4 separate regions of the Gossypium hirsutum genome follow, and all the other regions are linked to region 4. Evidence: chromatin contacts called from public Hi-C data. All regions are on one chromosome and are shown on one strand. Each heading gives the region's core, a stretch centred on a gene start, on an enhancer-like site or on the middle of the called end of the contact. The rest is flanking DNA. Distances are from core to core; before and after follow the strand shown.

Region 1 (2,927 bases), core at 60-2,559, 240 kb after region 4:
ACTTAAAATAAACTAACTCGTTTTTCCTTGGCCATCAATGTGGCTATACGATATTTTTTCTTCCTCATCTTTTTCTCCTCATTCTTGCGCTTTTTGTCTTTAGAACGCTTTCTCTTCTTTTCTTTAGGCTTCACACGATTCTCGGATCGCTCCTCAGTTTTCAGCGCTACCCCGGCATCATCGACTCTTTTTTCTCCGTTGGCATGGAGGATTTCAACTCATGAACTGCAGTTGCAAAGGATGAGTGTTCTTCAACAGGCTTGGTGGTTTTCTTGACTGATCCTCTTGTTCTTGCCATATTTTTCTTGTTTTGTGGAGTGAATATGGTTTAAAGGTGTTAAGGTACGAACTTAAGGAAGAGAAAGTGAATAAAAATTGCTACTTGGGTGTTTCACAGTCGGCACAGTGAAGAGGGGTTTATAGTGAGTGAAAGAAGAAAATGGAAAGACGTGATTTTCTGAAGGGAAATAAAGCTGGCGGGAATAATTACATCCAATGAGAATTGCGCTCGCTCAGACAGATCAGACGACTAGGTGACTTTTGATCAAATCGTAGGATCTAAAATTTCTGATCTGCCCTCATTCTTGCTGAGTCAGAAGTGAAAGTACAATAGTATGAACTATTTTGACAATAAAGCCCAAATGCGTCGACAATGGTACCTAATTATTCTGCAAAAATAAAAATAAATAAATAAGATTAAAAAATAAAACAAACTTTAATAGAAACAAAATTGAAATAAAAATAAAACTACATAATAAATTTCATAAGAATTAAAATTTTTTGACCAATTTAATGGTCTCTGCCTGCTTGTGATCAATATTCCCAAGATAATGTTTCAATTGTTGGTCATGCACTTTGAATTGGTGTCCATCATTTAAATATCTATTGTCTTAAATGAATAAAGAGTAAAAAGGTGGACAATTATCACAAATTAACACAATCGAATTCCCGATTTGTTTTGTCATCTCTAAATGTTTGGTTAGAATTCTAAACTGATTCTAACAAGGGCACATTGTTTGACAAGGCCTTCACTGGCCGGATAGACCACATAACAGCCCACCCAAGAAGCAAACCACCATCCTTCTTAGAAAGCCCTTAAACGAGATACCCCGAAAGAAAAGAATGAATTCACCTAACCAGCCCACGTCACAGCGCCCCAAGGATCCAAAATAACCTACACTGTTTCAAGAAAGACATTTCTTCTTATAGGGCCAAGACGAAGCCCTTATATTCCAACACAATAAACGCATTCTCTCCCACCAAAGAAACAACTTCGGAGAAATACAATCAATATTAGAAAACACACAATCGGTCTATACCCACCACACACTAAAATTAGAGAGGGGAAGAGCAGCATCACCACCATTCAATCTTCATTTATTGTTAGATAATTATCTTAAGTTAGCTTATCAGTCTGTTTGGGGAAAAAAGAGAGTTAATTATTCGTCAACCTTTTTACTCTATTCATTGAAGAGAAAAATGGTTAAGCCAAATTTGTATTTTAGTAGGTGAAAGCGTTGGAAAAAACATGAAATGGCCGGCAAGCTTCTTCTCATGCGGAACAAACTGCAGTAGCTGGCGTAAGAATTTGAACCAAAACATGTAATATAGCAACAGAAATCTAATTGAATCTGCACGTACACATATTTTGCATAAATAAATGTTAATCCCGTACCAAATTTTCAATAGAATTTCCTCACTGTTTTAATTTCCTGTAAGAATAAGAGATAATATTCGATATCCAATGGCAGCTGCGATGGGAGGAAAGCTTCCAGGGCCAGCGTCAGGAACGGCACCGGCCAATGCCTATACGACGGAGAGTAACCCCATTGTGGTGATCGGTGAACAGTACATTGCCCCATACCCTGTGGATCTTAAAATACAACACACGGTATTTACGGTTGCTGAAAATAACTTCGATATCACCGACGTTAATGATAACCCTATTTTCAAGGTTAAAAATAAGTTGTTCAGCTTTCCTGATCGCCGCGTTTTGCTTGACGCTGCTGGAAATCCTCTCGTTTCCCTCAAACAGAAGGTGAAGGTTTGGTTCCCATTTTCTTGGACAATATGTGAATTCAAATTCAGTGAATATAAATTTGGTGTTCTTTGGTTAGATATTGAGTGTTCATAGGAGATGGAGAGTTTTTAGAGGGGAAAGCGACAAATCAAGTGATTTTCTTTTCAGTGTGAGGAAATCGTCTTTGGTTCATCTGAAGATGAGGACGAAGACTACGACGACTACGACTTTAGATGTTTTCTTGGCATCCAATACCAGTGAATCACTGCCTGATTTCAAGATCACAGAGGGTTGGCGCGACAGCAGCTGCACTATTTTTGCAGGACACGCTATTATTGCACAGGTAATAAATTTACTATTCCAATCCTAATCATTTCTTACTAAAGCACTAATTATATCCACCTTTTAGGCCAAATATTATGCACAAAATCAATATTACTCAGAGAGCCAAAAGATTATGCACAAAATTGAATATATTAACACAAAGTTTAATACTGCAAAGGCTTACTTTGGACGGTGGTTAATTTATTTATTTTTTAACTCAGATGACATGGGTTTAATCTATGTCACCCTTTTATCTTTAGCGGAAGTGGATGAAAATGTTTCAACCCATGTTATTTAAGTGTCCGATGAAAATTTTAAAAACTCTTCGACAGATATTTGAATTTATTTACTTTTACTTTTGATATTTTGTATTATTTAATTCATTGATGTATAAAATTAAACATAAGGGATTTAAGCTTGAATACTACCAAGTTTAAGTTCGAGTTCGACTAAAATTTTGGAATTTGATATTTGATTCGAGCTCGATCAAACATCTTATTTTAAGCTCAGTTAAGTTCGTTTATCAATTTTTGTACTCAAGCTCAAGCTTAGCTCAGCGCAATAATTAAGCTTAGGGTTAATA
Region 2 (2,948 bases), core at 109-2,608, 200 kb after region 4:
TTGTTGATTTGCAATCAATTTGTAAAAAAAAAAATTGATTTAATAAATCACTTTGAAATTTTGTAATACATAAAACAATTGATAATTTTTTTTAATTGTACTATAATTTTGGTGAGTTGATTCAGTGTCAAGATGTAAAGTGGATTGTTTGTTCTTTTCCTCATTTGACTTGTTTTAAAATCCTACTATACCCTATCTCAGAAGCATTTGTTTCTACTATTTTGGGGGCGATTGGATCAGCTAAGTGTGAACATTTGTAAGGTTGTGGATTCTTATTGAGCTTTTTATACAAGGGCTTACATAATTTTCTAAAATCGGGATAAAAATCTATGACATAATTGAGGCTACTTAAGAGCCTTTGTAGTTGGACTTTATCAAGGATTTGATTTGGAAATTTGCTGGAAAATTTTATAGATCTTTCTGTTGGAGTAATGATCCCTTGGGTAACATAATGACCTAAAAACCTTACTCTGGTTTGAAACAAACTAATCTTGGATTTAGATACTACTAAACTATTGTTTTTTATAACTTTGACAAAAATGGATAAGTGTTTGAAGTGTTTTTCGAAATTATCAAAAAACATTAATACATCTTCAATGTATACTATTGTAAATTGGGAATATGGATTAAAAATATCATTCATAATTTTTATGAATTTAGATGGAGTATTTTTAGTCCAAAATGTATTACGTTCCATTCGTATTGCTCAAATGGTACAACAAATGTCGTTTTGTATCTTTCAACTTCTTTTATTTGATTTTCCCAAAATCACGAGTTCAAGTCAAATTTAAAAAAAAATTGACATTGAATAGTTTTTGCAATCAGTATTTTTATTTAGGATTGTGTATCTAATTCTAAAGCTTGATTGAGAGGTTTGTAATTAATGACTAATCTTGGGGTTCCTCTTTTGAGTTCTGCATTTTTCATCACGTAAAATGCTAAACAAATTCAAGGAGAGTTGCTCTATCTAATTAAGTTTTTATTGAGAAAATCTTGTATTTCTTTTTTACAAAATTCTTCTATTTCTTTGTTCATTTGTATTGGACTTACTTTTGTCTAAAATTTTCTTTCATCAAAATCATTTTTATATGGTAGTGTTACTTTTTTCCTATTCCAAAAGGCATTAAGAATGTAAGAATATTGTAATACCAATTATTTGCCCTGCCCAATCAATAATAAAATACAATAGCAGGCCCAAAAAAAATAAAACCCAATAGCCAATTTCAACCCTAGTCCAACAGAAAATGGCCCAAAACACCAGCAAGAAGCCTAGGCGCAGCAGCTCCCACACGCACGCCGCAACAGTGCCCGCACACCGTGTTTGTCGCTCCGCGCCCGTCGCGCGCACTCCACGGTCACCAAACCTGCGAAAAAGGGGGACACAAGCACAGCAAATAACAGAAAGAAGTGGGGTTTTTGATTTTTTTTTCCAGATTTTTAGTTTTAATCGGCTATATAAAGCTGATGAAAGTCTGTAACAAGGGGGGGGGAGGGATTTTTTTCGGTGTAAAATATATTCGAAAACAGAGAGAATATTGAGAATACAAAGAATATTTTTCAAAAGGTGATTTTATTTTTTTTCCGATTTTTCTTTGATTTTACTGGTTTTTTATTATTATTTTGCTATCTTCTTCTTTTCTTTCTCCTTTTAAAAAATAATAATAAACAAAACGAAAAGGATAAGCAAAGGAGGACTTACTATCGTGAGGGTCGTCGGGAGACCTCTCCGTTTTGTCGTTATCGGAGTGAAAGGAGTCTGAAATGGCATAGAGGGAGAGGAGCTGCGGCAATTTCAAAAGTGGCAGAGTAGAGTTATTTTTAGGGTTTGAATGAGTTTTATTGGCTGCAAATGAAATGGATTTTAACTTTTAAACATTGATGGGTTATTTTCGTTTTTAATCCTTTCATGTTTCCCATCATTTCAAAACCATTGTTTTTATCGTTTTCAAATTTTTCCATGACATATTAAATCTGTTCTATTTTAATCCCATGCTGCACAACGTTTTGGAAGGGAGGGATTAATTTCCCTTCTGGCCCTCCATGTTGCACGCATTTTGCGAATTCATCCTCTGCTTTAATTTGATTTTGTGTTTTAATTCTGTTTTGATTCAAATTTAGTCCATTGTATTTGCTTTTACAAATTAGATTATATATTAGTTTGTAATATTGTTCTTGTTATTAAGTTGCTGTTATTTTTGTTATTATATTATATATTACTATTATTATTATTATTATTATTATTATTATTATACATATATACACGCATATGTTTGTATTTTATATAGGTATATATATTTTAAATGTTTTAAAATACGTGTACATATTTTATATATTTTATTACTATATTATCTTCTTAGTTTTTATATATAGTTTATATATGTATATAAATTTACATTTTATAATACATATACATTTTTCCATTTTATAATTCATACATATTTTCACATACATGTATATATTTTCGTAGTTTATTTATATATTATATATATTGTTTTGTTTTTCTTTGTAAATATATATATATGCGTATTTTTATACTTTTATTTTGTTTTCAACACATGTATTTGTATTTGTTTTATTTGATATATTCCATTCTCTCTTTTTAGATGTATGCTGGTATGTGTGTTTGATATATGTGTACATATGTTTGCAACTTTACTGATATATTGTATTTGTATATATATATTTGCGAATATTTATTCGTATATGCTGTAAATTAAAGGATCTGTATCATATTGTATAATAACTTTAACATACCATTTTGAAAATATTTTTTGGTTTTAACCATTCATCAAGGTTATTTTCTTGATTTAAAGGTTTTTTTTTGAATAAAAGCATTATTTGAGGTTTGGGATTTTTGAGGGAAATTGAGCCCTAACGTATTGGGTTCTGATTTTCTTTGTCAATCTTAAATGACCGAGACTATTCTTTATTCAAAATGCATTAGTATA
Region 3 (2,888 bases), core at 283-2,782, 180 kb after region 4:
AAGTATGCGGTCCTCTAACCAAGGTGTTTAAATCAGGCACTTTTTCAATGTAATCAATAGCTGATCTTAAATATTCATCATTTATCTGATTTAATCCTTCATGGATCCTCTTTATGGTGTCAGTAAACGATTCGGTTTCGAGATTACCAGCTTGAGCAATTAATGCAGTCGTAAAGATTACATTGCCGAAGTAGCCTGGTGGGAGCGGAGGATCCAATCTATATCGACCGTCGACTGGAAAATACAGCTTGGTATCTTGATCAGCTGGGAGACCCCTTGCTTTACTTACACAACGCCATATATGTGCAGCCAAGATGTTGAAGCTGCTATATTTTATACCACCGTTTGCATTTGCAACATTAGCTTTGGCTTTCAGGGTGTTCAATTGATCAGCTGTGAGCTTAAAGGTGGAGACAATGGATGGCTTATGATCATCTGATTGAGATTTTAATGCAGACTTCAATGCCGGTGAAGGGTCATATTCAACATGGTGGAGCTTAGGCGTTGGTGGGTCCCGAGCACGAAGAAGAGTTCGATCAATGAATGGTGCAATGGCAGGCGTCAAGCCCCGTGAAGTGTCAGCCCAACTATTGATGAAATGAAGAGCCGCTGCGCCGTCTCCTAAAGTATGTTGAATCCCTACTCCAAGACAAACTCCACCGCATTTGAACTTAGTTACCTGGTAAAATACACACACAATAAATAAACTATTATTATATAATTCTTTATATTTTATATCCTTTTTTCGGTGAAATGTTTGTGGATTACCTGCAATAAAATAAGTGGATAGGAAGATATTCCTTCAGAATAGTCGACTTTAGGGACTAAACGTAACACTTGATGGTTCTCGGCAAAAGCACCAATCAAATGTTCCATGACTGCAGTAGTTTCAGCTTCAACGAATAAAACTCCTTCACCGTTGCATATTATCTCAAGTCTTCCATTTTCATCATACCCCAACCTTCCAGCAACAGGGTAAAATGGGACAAGAATCTTGCTCAAAGCTTCTTTAAGCCTTCCAGTATCAAAGAAATCAGAAGAACCATTTGGCTTGTAATAGTATACAGTAGGGATGTGGTATCTTATCATCACTATATCTAAATTGGAGTTCCATAGACTTCGTTTGGGAGTGTCTTCAGCTGGACGAACAATAGCAGACTCCTTTATAGTAATCTCCATCTATAAATTAGATAACAAACTCCATTGTCAATCGCATCTTCAAATGAATGGTATGAAAAGGCAGGTTTTGATATCAATGAAAATGAGATAAGAACATGTATAAACTTCTACTTCTACTGAATGTTTGAAAGATGAAGGAGAGAAAATAGTGATTTTTCTAATTAAAAAAATGGAATGATGAAAGAGAAAGATTGGAATATTCATACCTTGAAATCGTGTTAGAAGAACAAGGGTGTAAAGGGCGCAAAGGGAGACTTGAGCAGTCCCTGGTGAAGCCTTTGCGCTTAATTTATAGATCCAGATTTTTAATGAATTAGACCAAAATCACATTGTCAAGTGCCAGCTGGTCTCCATCCCTAAATTCAATACCTTGCGTATTTATTACAATAAAAAGAACAGTTGAACTTTTAAATTTGGCCCTTCTAGAACTTTTAAAGTACAAAATTATCAATTTTATTTTTGTAAAATTTATAAATTTGATAACACCTTTTTGAAATAATATCCAAAATTATTTATAGTCCATCTTCAAACATTAATTTGAAGGATAATATGCTTCAACACACTTGAACTCACTTCTTCTTACACTGAAAACAGTACCAATATCAATACTAATTGAATTAAAACTCAATTGATAAATTTATAATAATTTTAACTATACATCATTTTTTAAGTATAGTATAATTTTGCCAATACTTTTGCTTAATTCTCATAATGAGAAAAATAAAAACTATTGCAATATTTAATACAAATCTTAAATTACTTATGTTTCTTTTACTGTTATATATAATATTATGTTTCTTTTTTGTAATATTAAAAATATTAAATTTATAACTCAACTAAATCTTTATTTTCTAAATAATTTTATGAATAAAAAATATTAAATAACCTAATGTAAATTTTAATTATTTGTAAAATACTTATTGCCCGGTCGGTGGTACAGTCTTCAGGTAAAATTAGGTTTAATTTACAAATCCATATTTATAGATGATAATTATTGGCATGATTTAGTTTATTCCGGATCTAAATTTGATTTAATTCCTCTTTTTTTTTAAAAAAAAAACCTTCTATATTTCATAAAAAGTTATAAGTATAAATATAATATAATTATAGTACAATTACAAAGGTATGTTTAACTAATTATAAAATAAAACTAAAATTAATATAAAGTATAAACGAATTAAGTAAAAACCAATTAATTGGATTAAAAATTATATATAGTAACAACACATGATTGGACGAGAGACACATGCATGGTAATTATGCATGATGACTCTCAACTCGAGTACTCAAAGACTTGAAATTTCAACATTTGTTAATAATACCAATACCTTATTAATATATACACATAAATATTAAATAACTATTTTTATATAAACATGTACTTTTTAATTAAATTTATGACCAATATTTTGAATTGTGTGAGACCAACTAGAATTATAAAATTGTTGGAATTGATTGATTAATTCATCTAATGTGAGAAATTTGGTTTTTAATGTCTTAATTATATTCTTATAACAAATTACATAAAATAGGAATAAATTAAAATATGACATAGATATAGGAATAATTAATACATGATGGGAACATAATATAAATACAATATAAAGATAAAGTTATAAAAAAAATTAACATGTAAATAAATTATACAAAATTAAAAACTCACAATATTTTCTCTAAAATTTAAACAAATTACTCAAAATATATCACAA
Region 4 (2,700 bases), core at 123-2,622:
GGAGTTGAATTTTTCAAGCGGGGAGATGAGATGGGAGCTTTTCTTTTTATTACAATATTTTATTATGACAGTTTGATCTTATAATATTTTAAGTATGGATGTATTTTAGACGGCTAGTATCATTATTCATTAGGATTTAAACTTAGGATTAGGGATAAAACTTTGTTTACAAGAAAGCCTAGTTGCAAGAATGAAAGTCTTTGAATTCATAGAAAATTAGAGGTTTTCTATAACCTAAGTTTTCTAGAGTTCATCTTCTTTCCTATTCATAGTTCAGCCCTAATTTGTTTATTTACTGCCTGTTTTCTCCTCTAAACCACACCACACAAGATCCCAATAATCAATCAAAGCTAAATAGCTTAAGCATTGAAACAAAATCTAATCTAACATCTTTAAACTTCCATGTTCAAAACCAGTAAGTTGTATGAACAAAACCGACCAAAAAAGATGATTAATCACAATGATAACAATGAAATAGTTAAAACCTGCAAATAAATAATAACTTTCCCCGCAATTCAAACAAATAAAGGATTAAAAGAAAACGGACAAAAAATAAGACAAAATGAATAAAAAAGAAGGAAGAAGAAGAAACGTACCGTACTACCCCAACGGTCACGGGCATCAATATTAGCCTTCCTAACAAGAAGCAGCTTAACAACCTCAACATGACCTTCACAAGCAGCGATATGCAAAGCAGTACGGCCATCCAAATCAATACTATTAACGTCAACGCCTTCATTCAACAAATCTTCCACTCCTTTGGCATCCCCTCTACACGCCATGAAGAGCAGCTGCATGGTCGCGTCAAGGTTTTCCGGCACCGCCATATCATCGTGGAGGGGACTCCGCCTAATTGGGTCCAGCGACGACTGCCGACCAAAGCTGAATCTTTGATTGTTCTTCCGAGGGTCCAGCGATGTCTGCCGCGTGAACTGGCGGCTGAAACTCCGTTTTATTGACCCGGTAGAGAACTGGCGGGAGATTCCCCGGTTTAACTGAGCTGCTAATGCCATGGTGGTTTCTTAGGATACAATTAAAAGGGTAATCCAGAAATTTGGAACAGCAACACAATTCACATAATCATCGATAAAACAAGGGAATGTGAAGAGGAAATCTGGATTCGGACGATCGAGAGCCAAATGGGGGAGAAAACGGAGAAGCAAGTTTAAGCTCAGGGATCCCGATATCGAGCCGAAGCCTGAATGAGGAGATGAAGGATAGAAGATTTGAGATCCGAGCGAAGCGCAGGGGGCCTAATAAAAAAAGAGAAAATCAAGGCAAAAAAAAAGATGGTCGAAACTTGGCTTTTGGATTTTCTCCTTTACTCTGCTTGTTTTTTGTTTCAACCCACGAAACCACCGAAAATGGCGTTCACCTAAATATTCATTTATAGTGCCATCTATCTTATTACAACGTACAACGTTGTGTTTGTTGCGAGAGACAAATGCCGAAAAAAACCCATAATTTATTCTTTGAATTAATTTCAATAATAATAATTTTTTACTTTTTAATCAGTAAAAATTTTCAAAATGTTATCCAAGAGATTTTTTTTTCTAAAAGAATATGAATAATTACAGCTAGATTCAATTATCACTATATTCGATTTGATTTTGATTGACTTTTTCTCTAAAATAAAATAAATATTAAAATTACACTTAAATTTTATTTTAATATATAATATTTAAAATATAAATTTTAATTTAATATAATTATACACATAAAATTTTGATTTTTATTCAATTTTAAATAAATTTATTTATTTTTGTATTTGATTAATATAACTATTTGTATATATAATATATAAATATAAATTGATGCTAAACTGATAATATTATTAAACTTAAATTAAATTAAATTTAAAATTTATATATAAAATTATACAAAATTAAAATTTATAACGTTCACATTAAATTAAAATTTTTTGGGTAATTTTGATTTTTTTTCTTTTCTAAAACTAAAATACTACATATTAACTATTTTTTTCGAAAACAAAAAAAAACCTATTTTTTTAGGGGTAGGAAAAACGAAATTCTTATCATAGATGAAATTTGTTATGTTAGAGATAATACAATATCTAAATTATTATTTTTTCTTTCAAAGTTATTTCTATTATTAACTTTTTTTTATTTTTATGACGTTTTTATCTAGAAAAAAATATTATATAATATGGAGAAGGTTTAATTTAAAAGTTTTGAATAATGTATATAAAAAATTACTTTTTAGGGCATGTTGCATAAAATTATTCTTTTGATTAGTAATATAAAAATTTATGATAATTAAAGGGCATATTATTATTATTATTATTATTATTATTATTCAGTGTGTGGAATTTAAAATTAATAAGTGAGTGAATGGAGAGAATATAATACATTTATAGAAAAATATTACTTTTTCATTTTTGTACATGCTTCAAACGTAAATATAAAAAATAGTGTCATAAATATAATACGATACCTAATGTATACATAATAAATGGTATGGGCAAATTAGATACACTTATTCTTACTAAATTATTTGAATTTGATGGTAATGTTTATTAATTTATTTTTAAGTTATTTTGTGAAAATATTATTAGAAAATTCTTTAAACATTTTTAAAATTGTGAATTTAAAATAATTTTAAGGTAGGTTTAAGTATTTTAGTGGTTAAATATTGATATTTAGGGGTCAATAATCACAATAATTTTTATAGAGTAAAGTA

The links. Hi-C and Micro-C count contacts between places; a contact is called where the count stands out from the background.
Region 1: a Hi-C map of leaf shows a contact between it and region 4, with 1.7 times the contacts expected there. The contact joins the promoter of LOC107916072 here to the promoter of LOC107914577 in region 4. A contact is called at or near these places in 2 of 34 Hi-C or Micro-C datasets (both in leaf).
Region 2: a Hi-C map of leaf shows a contact between it and region 4, with 2.6 times the contacts expected there. The contact joins the promoter of LOC121222168 here to the promoter of LOC107914577 in region 4. A contact is called at or near these places in 6 of 34 Hi-C or Micro-C datasets (callus, hypocotyl and leaf).
Region 3: a Hi-C map of hypocotyl shows a contact between it and region 4, with 3 times the contacts expected there. The contact joins the promoter of LOC107914559 here to the promoter of LOC107914577 in region 4. A contact is called at or near these places in 2 of 34 Hi-C or Micro-C datasets (hypocotyl and leaf).

What each region holds. Positions count from the first base shown.
Region 1 is chrD10:20,400,651-20,403,577 of Gossypium_hirsutum_v2.1, reverse strand. It overlaps LOC107916072 (protein LURP-one-related 10), which reads left to right and starts at 1,309. Exons shown (of 4, transcript XM_016845242.2): 1 at 1,309-1,602; 2 at 1,752-2,038; 3 at 2,118-2,363. The coding sequence starts at 1,757.
Region 2 is chrD10:20,447,130-20,450,077 of Gossypium_hirsutum_v2.1, reverse strand. LOC121222168 reads left to right here and starts at 1,358. Exons shown (of 2, transcript XM_041102176.1): 1 at 1,358-1,564. It overlaps LOC107914560 (a long non-coding RNA gene), which reads right to left and starts at 2,221. Exons shown (of 2, transcript XR_001688924.2): 1 at 1,700-2,221; 2 at 1,131-1,364.
Region 3 is chrD10:20,467,845-20,470,732 of Gossypium_hirsutum_v2.1, reverse strand. It overlaps LOC107914559 (shikimate O-hydroxycinnamoyltransferase), which reads right to left and starts at 1,532. Exons shown (of 3, transcript XM_016843501.2): 1 at 1,386-1,532; 2 at 769-1,179; 3 at 1-679. The coding sequence starts at 1,179.
Region 4 is chrD10:20,643,313-20,646,012 of Gossypium_hirsutum_v2.1, reverse strand. It overlaps LOC107914577 (integrin-linked protein kinase 1), which reads right to left and starts at 1,372. Exons shown (of 12, transcript XM_016843517.2): 1 at 597-1,372. The coding sequence starts at 1,013. LOC107914578 (a long non-coding RNA gene) reads left to right here. Exons shown (of 2, transcript XR_001688925.2): 2 at 1-265.